Regions from separate parts of the Sus scrofa genome. Here regions 1 and 3 are each linked to region 2. The links are chromatin contacts, called in public HiChIP or PLAC-seq and promoter capture Hi-C maps. All regions are on one chromosome and are shown on one strand. The core of a region is the stretch at or near the end of the contact, and the rest is flanking DNA. Distances in the headings are between cores, read along the strand shown. Region 1 holds the start of ANKS1A (ankyrin repeat and sterile alpha motif domain containing 1A). Region 2 holds the start of C7H6orf106 (chromosome 7 open reading frame, human C6orf106). Region 3 holds the start of RPS10 (ribosomal protein S10).

What was found. Promoter capture Hi-C pulls out the DNA fragments that hold promoters and counts their contacts. HiChIP or PLAC-seq counts read pairs in DNA pulled down with a chosen protein or histone mark.
Region 1: a contact with region 2 is called in an H3K27ac HiChIP or PLAC-seq map of alveolar macrophages. The contact joins the promoter of ANKS1A here to the promoter of C7H6orf106 in region 2. A contact is called at or near these places in 1 of 5 promoter capture datasets (liver), 1 of 47 Hi-C or Micro-C datasets (liver) and 1 of 2 datasets of contacts at active chromatin or transcription factors (alveolar macrophages).
Region 3: a promoter capture Hi-C map of liver shows a contact between it and region 2, with 4 times the contacts expected there. The contact joins the promoter of RPS10 here to the promoter of C7H6orf106 in region 2. A contact is called at or near these places in 2 of 5 promoter capture datasets (fetal skeletal muscle and liver), 1 of 47 Hi-C or Micro-C datasets (heart right ventricle) and 1 of 2 datasets of contacts at active chromatin or transcription factors (skeletal muscle).

The regions. Positions count from the first base shown.
Region 1 is chr7:30,811,268-30,814,483 of Sscrofa11.1, reverse strand. It overlaps ANKS1A (ankyrin repeat and sterile alpha motif domain containing 1A), which reads right to left and starts at 1,393. Exons shown (of 25, transcript NM_001246264.2): 1 at 1,203-1,393. The coding sequence starts at 1,393. TAF11 (TATA-box binding protein associated factor 11) reads left to right here and starts at 2,716. Exons shown (of 5, transcript NM_001184894.1): 1 at 2,716-2,985. The coding sequence starts at 2,815.
Region 2 is chr7:30,665,200-30,668,490 of Sscrofa11.1, reverse strand. C7H6orf106 (chromosome 7 open reading frame, human C6orf106) reads left to right here and starts at 1,376. Exons shown (of 6, transcript NM_001243026.1): 1 at 1,376-1,586; 2 at 1,589-1,691. The coding sequence starts at 1,535.
Region 3 is chr7:30,441,110-30,444,054 of Sscrofa11.1, reverse strand. It overlaps RPS10 (ribosomal protein S10), which reads left to right and starts at 1,343. Exons shown (of 6, transcript NM_001244106.1): 1 at 1,343-1,732; 2 at 2,456-2,605; 3 at 2,820-2,945. The coding sequence starts at 2,456.

The sequences.
Region 1 (3,216 bases), core at 144-2,643, 150 kb before region 2:
CCGGCAGCTGCAGCTCTGGTTCCACCCCTAACCTAGGAATTTCCATATGACGCACCTGCGGCCCCAATAAAGCAAAAAAAAGAAAGAAAGAAAGAAAAGAAAGAAAAAGAAAAGAAAAGAAGAAAGAAAATGAACTCCCTGGGAGAGTTCTCCTCTTAAACTGCTTTTTAAAATCTTCCTGTGTAGACCTGGGTTTGCACTCAGTGCTTAATACCTAACAATTTATTTGAGCCTTGGGCTTCTTTGGTCCAAGCTCACTCAAATTGAAGTTACATAAACTAATGTGGAACAAAAGCAAACCAAGCCATTTCTAAATGAACTTCCACTTCTTAGAAACCTCAAAAGAACAAGGAAGGAAAAGAAAACAGGCTATGAAAGTGCTGCTGAAACAACACATTTTACTCACAGTGACAAGGCACCTCCAATCCCCCCTTCAAGATGCACAAAAGTGACCTTTTTTTTCTCTCAATCCTTACAGCTCCAGATTCAAGTGTTTAACAACAGTCCTTGGAAAAGTTTAAAGCACCCCTCAGTTTCCTAAACAAGTTTTCCTAAACCTTTATTTTTTGATGAATAGACCCCTTGATGAACACTACATATGCCACTTAACAGACTAATCCAATGAGGTTCGCTACATGGAACCAGACTTTAAACTCCAAGCACAAAGGGGGCTGAAAGAAAAACATTTTGAACCTGATAAACCCAAAGACAATTTTAATATAAACGACAAAAGCCACGTCCTGCAGAGCCTGGTGGAAGATTCCAAGTTCCCAAAAGAAGGGAATCAAGAGAATTTCCTCCAGGGGAACCGCGAGATTCTGCAAGGCGTGGGAGTTTCTGCAGGAGATGAGGGAGATTTAAAACACATTTTTTTTTTTCCTCTAAAGTGGCTTGTGAGATACAACAGCTGGCACCCGCCAGCGGGCGAGGGTGCAGCCGGGCTGTGCCATGCGGCGGAGGCTGCCACCTGGGCACTCCCACCATTCTTCGCAGCTGGGTCAGGAGGCGAGATGAGAGGAACCCGAAGCCGCGCGGACCCGCACCGGTGCCCCCTGCCCCTTGGGCCGCCTGCCCTCGCCCTGGGGCAACCCGCAAACCCACCCCGCTAGGGTCTCTGGAGCCCCGATCTCTCTGGAGACCCAGGAGACGGGCGGGGGAAAGGGGATCTCCAGGCGGCTGCCGGGTATCGGAGCGTTACTCACCTGAGCAGACTGGACAGAGGATGGCTCGAGGAGCTTAGACCGCCGCCGCCGCTGCTGCCGCCCCCGGAGCTGCCGCCACCGCCGCCGCCACCCCCGAAGCCTGAGGAGAGCCGCTTCCCGGACAGCAGCTTCTCCACGGCCGGGAGGTGCCCGGTGCGGGCGGCCTCCAGCAGCTCCTGCTCTTTCCCCATCCCCAGGGCCGCCGCCCCCCGGACCTCCTCCCCGGGGCCGCCGCGGAGCCTGCTCTGGCTCCCAAACTTTCCGTCTCCGGGCAACGCACCCCCCAAACCGGCCGGGGACACCACCCCCTCCCCCCGCCTTTTCCCCCAGGAGCGCGTCACTTCCGGGATCCGGCGTCACGCGTCACCGCGCCCCTGCGCCCCGCCCCTTTGCCCACCTAGCTGGGCGGGGCTCGGAGGGCGGACACAGGTGGCTGGGGTCTGCGCCAAGTGGCCTTGGTTGAGCCGAGATTGTCCTCTCTGGGCGAGAGGAGGGTGTCGTGTGGTCACCTGCTGTACAAGTGGGAAGCTACAGATTCGCTCCACCTGTGCGCGCCTCCCGACGTGTTCTTCTTCCTCAAAGGTTTTGGGAGCTCGCAGGATAGGAAATACGGTAATTCATCCAGGCAATGTAGAAACAAAGAGAGAAATATGGCAACGCGCATCTACATTTCCAAGTCCATTCATTCAGCACGCATAAATTAAATACGTAATAGATGTGGGAACCTAGTAATACAGAGGTGAATAAAATGCCCCCTTCCGTACTTCAATGAGGGAAGAGAGGGAACTTTTAAAACAAAAATATCCCCACTTAATGCTCCCAACTCTGAAACGGTTCGTTAAAGCTAAACATTCAAAGGGAAGGCTTCTCTCCCAGTAGGATGTTTCCTCTTTCGATGACATTAACCAAGCTGATATTAAAGTCAAATGTGTGAAACCGACCCCGACCTTGAGTACTGGGGAATTGGAAAAATCATTCAACTGGGTAGAGATTATGTCTTTTGTTTCTGGTACTAGCATTGTTCCTGGCTCGAAGTAGGCGCTCAATCGTTGTGGAGTGAATAAGGAATTGGATAAATTCGGTTCAAGCTATAGGACTTTTCTTTTTTTTTTACGTTTTTGAGGAACAAAAGAGAAATGCTGGCAATTCAATGTAAACACAGGACCGCCGTCTCTGTCCAATTGTACTGCCTGAGTTTACCCGGTAGCCACAGGGAGTACAACGGAATTGAGTTTCCTCCCGTCCCCAAGATTTCTTCTGAGGAAAGAGAATGAAGGACAAGAGTTAACTGACATTGCGTTTTTAGAAAGACGGAAAGGAAAAAGACGCCCTTCAGTAAAAAGCGCAGCTGTCCTTTACAAATACTGGTTTCCCAGGGTGGAAAATACACAAACTGAGTTCAGTACCCTCAATTTTCCCTCTCCCCACCGCCACCAAATCAAAACGGAGCCCTGATGTCCTCTACACGCGCCTGTAAATGACCCCTCTAAGGAGCGGTGTGGGTGACGTCATCGCAACGCGACGACAGGAAGTGAGCTCCTGGGCTGCTGTGCTGCGCGGGGTCCCGAGCTCCTAAGCCCTCGATGTCCTTTCCCCTCTCCTTCTGACCGCGATGGATAATGCTTGCGAGTCGCCCGCGGAAAAAAGTGGAGAAACAGGGGAGGCAGATGAGATGGCTGCTGCTCCCGGGGCTCCCGGGGTTACGGACACGGACGGAATCCCGGAGGAAACGGATGGAGACGGAGATGGGGACTTGAAAGAAACCGCGGCTGAAGAAGGCGAGGTAGGGAGAGATGTGTCCATGAGGCCGGAGTTGTGTCAGTGGCTTCTCGACAGGCTTCCTGGTTGGTCCCAAGCTAGGATAGTCGAACTCACCCTGACTCTTTAGCTGTGCAGTCGCGGGGTTGCGGGGAGAGAGAAGACAAAAATCTTAGTACCGCTTAGGTTCTAAGGACCGAATACTGGATCAGCGTTTTTAATCCCTGCCCTTAGACATTTAAGCTTTTTCCCCACC
Region 2 (3,291 bases), core at 127-2,626:
GCTTGTTGAAATTATGTTAAACACATTATATTAGGACTGAGAAATGGGTTCTAGTTTTGCTGCTCTGCATTTTTGAACAAGATATAGAAACCTTCTGGATGTTCTTTTCCATATCTGTAAGACAGAACTACTTGAAGGCAGGCGACCTTTTTCTTTAAAATTTATTTTATTATTTTCATTTTTTCGTTATAGTTGGTTTACAGTGTTTTGTCCATTTTCTACTGTACAGCAAAGAGACCATTTTAAAATTATCTCTTCCCTCTTTGGATGTAGCAGACTGCTGGTCAAATCAGGTGTTTAAAAGCTCATGCTGAAAGAGGAATGAAAGGGGGTAGACAAGATAGTCTGTGTTTCCTTTCTCATTTTTTGAGCTTAACAAGGGGCCCTGACCAGGCAGGTGTACTATATGTTCACTGACACTTTGCTCTCTACAACTGAACAAGGCATGTCAAATTCTTGTGACTTAATTTTTTTTTGCTTTTCAGGATCACACATGCAGCATAGGAAGTTCCCAGGCTAGGGGTGGAATTAGAGATGCAGCTGCTGGCCTGCACCACAGCTCATGCAACGCTAGATCCTTAATCCACTGAGCAGGGCCAGGGACGGACCGCTCATCCTCATGGGATACTAGTTGGATTCCTTACCGCTGGAACTCCTTGTGACTTAACTTTTAAGAGAGAGTTGGCCCTGATGGAGCCGGTAGAAGATTATGCACAATGTTCACCTGGACCTGTGATTGACGTTTGTATCCAGGCCTCCTTTTCTTTCTGGAGACTACCGTTGCATACATAACAGAAACAGCATGGGTAAACTAGCAATCATCCCCGGGGGTGGCCAGGAACCAAGGACTTATGGCATCTTCCTTCTGGGAAAGCCGCTCTAGAAACTTAGGCAAACAAGTCTTTCGGCTGGGAGGGATGGGTTCTCTGTGCACTTCAGTACTTGACCTTGCCCTGGTCTCCGTTTCTCATTTCCTCACGCGCAAAATGCTGGAGTTGTAGACGAAGATGCCTGAGCTTTTCCCCCAACCGCTGGGTTTAACTCCTCCCCTTGAGGGTTGAGGCGGGGCGAGAAAAATGTCAGGTCCTCAGTCACCTCCCCGCGTCGCCTGGCCAACCCTTTCCTCCTTCCCACCGCCCGCCCCCTCGCTCCACCGCGGTGAGGTCACGCGGGGGACGTCACGGGGTTGTGACGCCACTGAGGGGCAGGCCTTCTGGAAAGGAAGGGGCGGGGCCTAAGCCGGCGACGCTTGCGCAGTGGGCGCGACGCGGGAGGAGGCGGAGGTGGTGGAGAAGCGAGAGGCGGCGGCGGCGGAGGCGGCGGCGCTGGGGGGGGTGGGAGGGGGGGGAGCGCGCGAGCGAGTGAGTGGCTGAGTGAGTTTACCCCTATGAGGCGGTGAGAGGCCCGGGGCCTACCTCAGAGGAGCGGGGTCGCGGCGCCAGCTAGCAGCGGGCCCCCTCCTGGTCCCCGGGCCCGGCGGCGCGGCGGCGGTTCGCTTGTGAGGAGGCGGGGAAGTGAGTGTCCGGCCCCAGCCATGGAGGGCATGGACGTGGACCTGGACCCCGAGCTGATGCAGAAGTTCAGCTGCTGGGCACCACCGACAAGGACGTGCTCATCTCCGAGTTCCAGCGGTTGCTCGGTTTCCAGCTCAACCCGGCCGGCTGCGCCTTCTTCCTGGACATGACCAACTGGTGAGCCGGCCCCGCCGCGCGAGTCCTAGCAGCGGCCTCGGGGCCCCGAGGGGAAGGGAAGGGACACCCGAGCTCGGCAGCAGGGCGGGCCGGGCGGGCACTGAGGGGCACCCTCTTCCGGGGGCGGGGAGGGCGTGTGGGGAGTCCTATGGGCCTGCGAGAATTCGGGGACTGAGCAGGGCTAGAGGGGGACATACGAGGAGAGTTGGGGGCTATGGAGGGCAGGAGAGGCGGAAGGGAGACGGGAGAGTGTGTGTGTGGGGAGGGGTTTCCTGAGGTTCTTCGGAGCATTAGCAGCCGATGAACGTTGGAAGAGGGGCAGAGACTTGAGTATCGAGGCGTGGGGTAAATCTGGGAGGAAGAGGGCTGTGCTGTTGGCTAAGAGTAAAAAGCACACAAAACCTAAAGATAGGGAGTGGAAAAAAGCTTGGGGTGTGGACTTAGGGGCTGAGGAGGACAGGGATGAGGGGAAACTCCGGGAGAGAATTAGGTGCTGTGGAAGAACCTGGGCACGGGTGAGACTTGGAGTTAGGATTTGATAAGAATAGATCGTGTGTGTGTGTCCACTGGAGGACAGATAGGGAAAAGGGAAGAACTTCATGGGGCAGGACAGGTGAATACGGCTTAAAAAAAAAAAAAAAAAAGACTTTCCAAAGAGTTGTGCCAGGATAGAGTGGGATCTACTAGTGGAGAAATGGAGCGCTAGACCCGGAGCAGGGTCTGGGAAAAAACTTAGGAAAGTGAAGGAGAGTTTATCTTGGGGGAGGGAACTTTCTGAGGGGATTGGAGCCCTGGGCTCCAGAATGCGGGGAAAGGAGAGGGGCTTGTCCAGAGGGTCTTAAGGGGAAGACAGCTGGGTTTTTAAATGTTTGGGAAGATGGAGAACTTAGGCTGGAAACCAAGTATTTTTGGCTTGGAGACTTCTTGTAGAAGACTGAATTGGGACAGAAGACCATGATAACTTAGACTAAAGAAGTGTTTACTGGCTTTGGATGGTAGCACTTGCTATTTTTCAAGTAAGGCTTCCCTTTGTGTACCGAGGAGGAGTTGTTGAATTCATTCAGAGTGCGTGATAAAGTGGAGAATATTAACTTCCTTTGAAAGTATTTCAGGTGAAACAACTCATCTTTCTTTGGTCAGAAAGCCATGAGATAAGTGCCCTTTGCTCTCTGTGTTGGGCATTCTGTCCCTGGCATGTGGAATCTTGTTTCTCTTGGCATCACTTATATAGCCAGTTTCACCTTTATTCCCTGTCCACTGCTTCAGGCAGTGTCAGAAAAGGAGGTCCCGTGAGCCTGGTCTTTATCCCATTCCTGGTCGAGCCCTGTCCTAAATGATGCGCATCTTACTAATGGGAGCCTTGTGGCTGTGATGGCTCCAAAGGTGATGTGTGAATTTTTTTCTGTGCAGCATCATTGATAGGTCCTGTTCTGTCTTTAAAGTTGATTGTTATAGTAAGAGTAGGATTGAGTTTCTAGATGTTTAGAAAACTCTTTGAATGTAGGAGGTAGTCTTTATAATTAAAGAAGCATTTGTGATCCCCTCTTTTATCTTTTATGTCTGGAATGATCTCAGATAGGTACTACAGCCTACAGTAGTT
Region 3 (2,945 bases), core at 94-2,593, 220 kb after region 2:
CGTCTGTGGCCTACACCACAGCTCAAGGCAACACTGGATTGAAGACCCACTGGACAATGCCAGGGATCGAACCCTCATCCTCATAGATCTTAGTCAGGTTCGTTAACCGCTGTGCCATGAAGGGAACTCCTTGGAAATGAATTTTTAAAGAAAGAACAAAAATGCCTAAAAAGAAAAGAAAAAAAAATGTTTAACCACAGAAGTAATCAAGAAAAGCAAATCAAAAGAACTATGAGATTAATATTTATGTATCATACTGACAGAAATGAATATCCAATGTCAGCAGGGTTAATAGGGAGTGAGCCTTGTTTTAACACCTGACCAAAATATAATTGATAATGCCTTCCAGAAGTCAATGTGGCATGTGTCAAAAACTTAAAAATGTGTGCTTTATTACTCAACAATTACACTCCAGGAATTTGTCACAAGGAAAATATTGGACAAAGGTGTGGATAAGTACGTGGCATCGTTTATTATAATAGTGAAGGATTTTTAATATATATATCCAACCATGGCATTGATTAAACCATTCATCAGCAGACTACTATGTAGTCATAACAGTTGCAGGCAATGACATGAAAAATTCGTGGAAGTTCCCATCTGGCTCAGCAGGTTAAGAAGCCCACTAATCTCCTTGAGGATGCAAGTTGCATCCCTGGCCTCACTCAGTGGGTTAAGGATCCAGTGTTGCTACAAACAGCTGCGTAGGTCCCAGATGCAGCTCTGATCTGGAATTGATGTGGCTGTGGTGCAGGCCGGCAGCTGCAGCTTCCATTCCACCACTAGCCTGGGAACTTGCATATGCTACAGGTGTGACGGTAAAAAGAAAAAAAAAATTCATTATGTATTATTGGGAAAGGAAAAAACAGGTTGTCAAACAGCATATCATGATGTACACACAAAACATTCCGTTTTTGTTAAAAAAATATATAGATTTCCTATGAGTCTGGAAGAATGTATACCAAATTGTTAATAGCGATTCTTTGGTCGATAGTATTCTACTTTTATTCTTTTATAATTGTTATTACTGTTGTTTATTTTTGTCTGAATGGTCTCTTTTTCCCGCTCAAAGAGCATATATTACTTACATAATAGTAAGTTAAATCACCGACAGGAAACAAAGAAAATAAATGAGTAGCGCACTTGCAAAGGGCCTGCCCAAGCATAAATGGCTATTTATCGACAAAACCCACAGGTTCAGAAGCCGGCCCCAGCGGTTTCCACGTGCGTGCTGTCAGGCTTCTCAGCGGCTGCCAGGAGCCGCCAGTCTCTCAGGCACTGCCGAGGCCACCCCAGGCCGCGCGAGGGTCCTGACAGGGGGCGGGGCGAGGCAGCCCGGAAGAGACGCTGCGCCGCGCATGCCCCTTCCTTTCTAGCTCCGGCCCCGTACGCAGTAGCCGCCGCGGTGAGTTCCTCTGGAGTCTGGGTTCCATCGGCCCCCATCCTGGCCCTCTGGCTGCTGTAGTCGCTGTGCTTCCCCAGGCGTGGGGCGGAGGAGGCCCTCTCCCGCTCCCCGCACGGCCATTTCCGAGTAGTGAGAGCGGCCAGGGGCGCATTTCGCAGGGCAGTGGGATTCTGGCTTGCGAAGATTGGCATCCCATGGCGGGGGCGGAGGAAGGGAGGATCCGGCTTGGGAGGCTGTCGCTCCTGCGCGCTTTTCCTTCGGGGCAGAACTCCGCACTCCGTGCTGCGTCCTTACCCGGCCCTGGAGCTCTAGCTCGGGAAGAGAACGGTAGGCTGAGAAGGCTCTATCCCTTTGGTTTGGGGTCAGTGGCCTGTTAAGGGCCGAGGGCTTTCCTCTGGGTCCCTCGCGCCATTCCGCACTAGGTAACCGTGGTTGAAGGTGCCGAAATAGTCCGCGCGTGCAGGAGCTGCGCCCCCTTTCCACCTTTGTTGTGAGAGCGAAAGTCCGGAGCGAGTATGTGCACAACTCCCCCCGCCCCTACAGGTTTATTTTTTAATGTTTTGGCAACTTCTCATCTGAATCGTTTTTCAAGGGTGGAGGAGGGAACGAGTAATTGTTAGGGTTCCCTTCTGTGGAGTTTGAATCCTTGTTTACTGTTTTCCACAGATTTTATTCCATTGAACAGTGGTTATTGTCGTTTCGGGATGATGGTTCCTGGCCCTTGGCCACATTGCTCAGAAGTTATTTATTTATTTATTTATTTTGTGTTTTGCCATTTGTTGGGCTGCTCCCGCGGCATATGAAGGTTCCCAGGCTAGGGGTTTAATCGGAGCTGTTGACACCAGCCTACGCCAGAGCCACAGCAACGCGGGATCCGAGCCGCGTCTGCAACCTACACCACAGCTCACGGCAACGCCGGATCGTTAACCCACTGAGCAAGGGCAGGGATCGAACCCGCAACCTCATGGTTCCTAGTCGGATTCGTTAACCACTGCGCCACAACGGGAACTCCCCAGAAGTAATCTTGATTATATCGCTTCCTTCTTGCAGATGCTGATGCCCAAGAAGAACCGGATTGCCATTTATGAACTCCTTTTCAAGGAGGGAGTGATGGTGGCCAAAAAAGACGTGCACATGCCGAAGCACCCCGAGCTGGCGGACAAGAATGTGCCTAATCTTCACGTCATGAAGGCCATGCAGGTAGGCGTGGGTGCAGATGGAGGGATTTTCCATGGTGTTCAAGGCAGATTCTAAGGAGAGGTCAGGACAGCCAGAGCAGCTTGATATCTTGAAGGGCTGTGAGGTAGACACACCCTGAAAACTTGTCTGTTGTGCAGTTTAGCCTCCCCTTTACACTGCATTTCTAGCTTCCAGCGTCTAGTTGGGTTTTAAACTGTAGTTTTTTTTCTTACAGTCACTCAAGTCACGAGGCTTCGTGAAGGAACAGTTTGCTTGGAGACATTTCTATTGGTACCTTACCAACGAGGGTATCCAGTATCTCCGTGATTACCTCCACCTCCCCCCTGAGATTGTGCCTGCT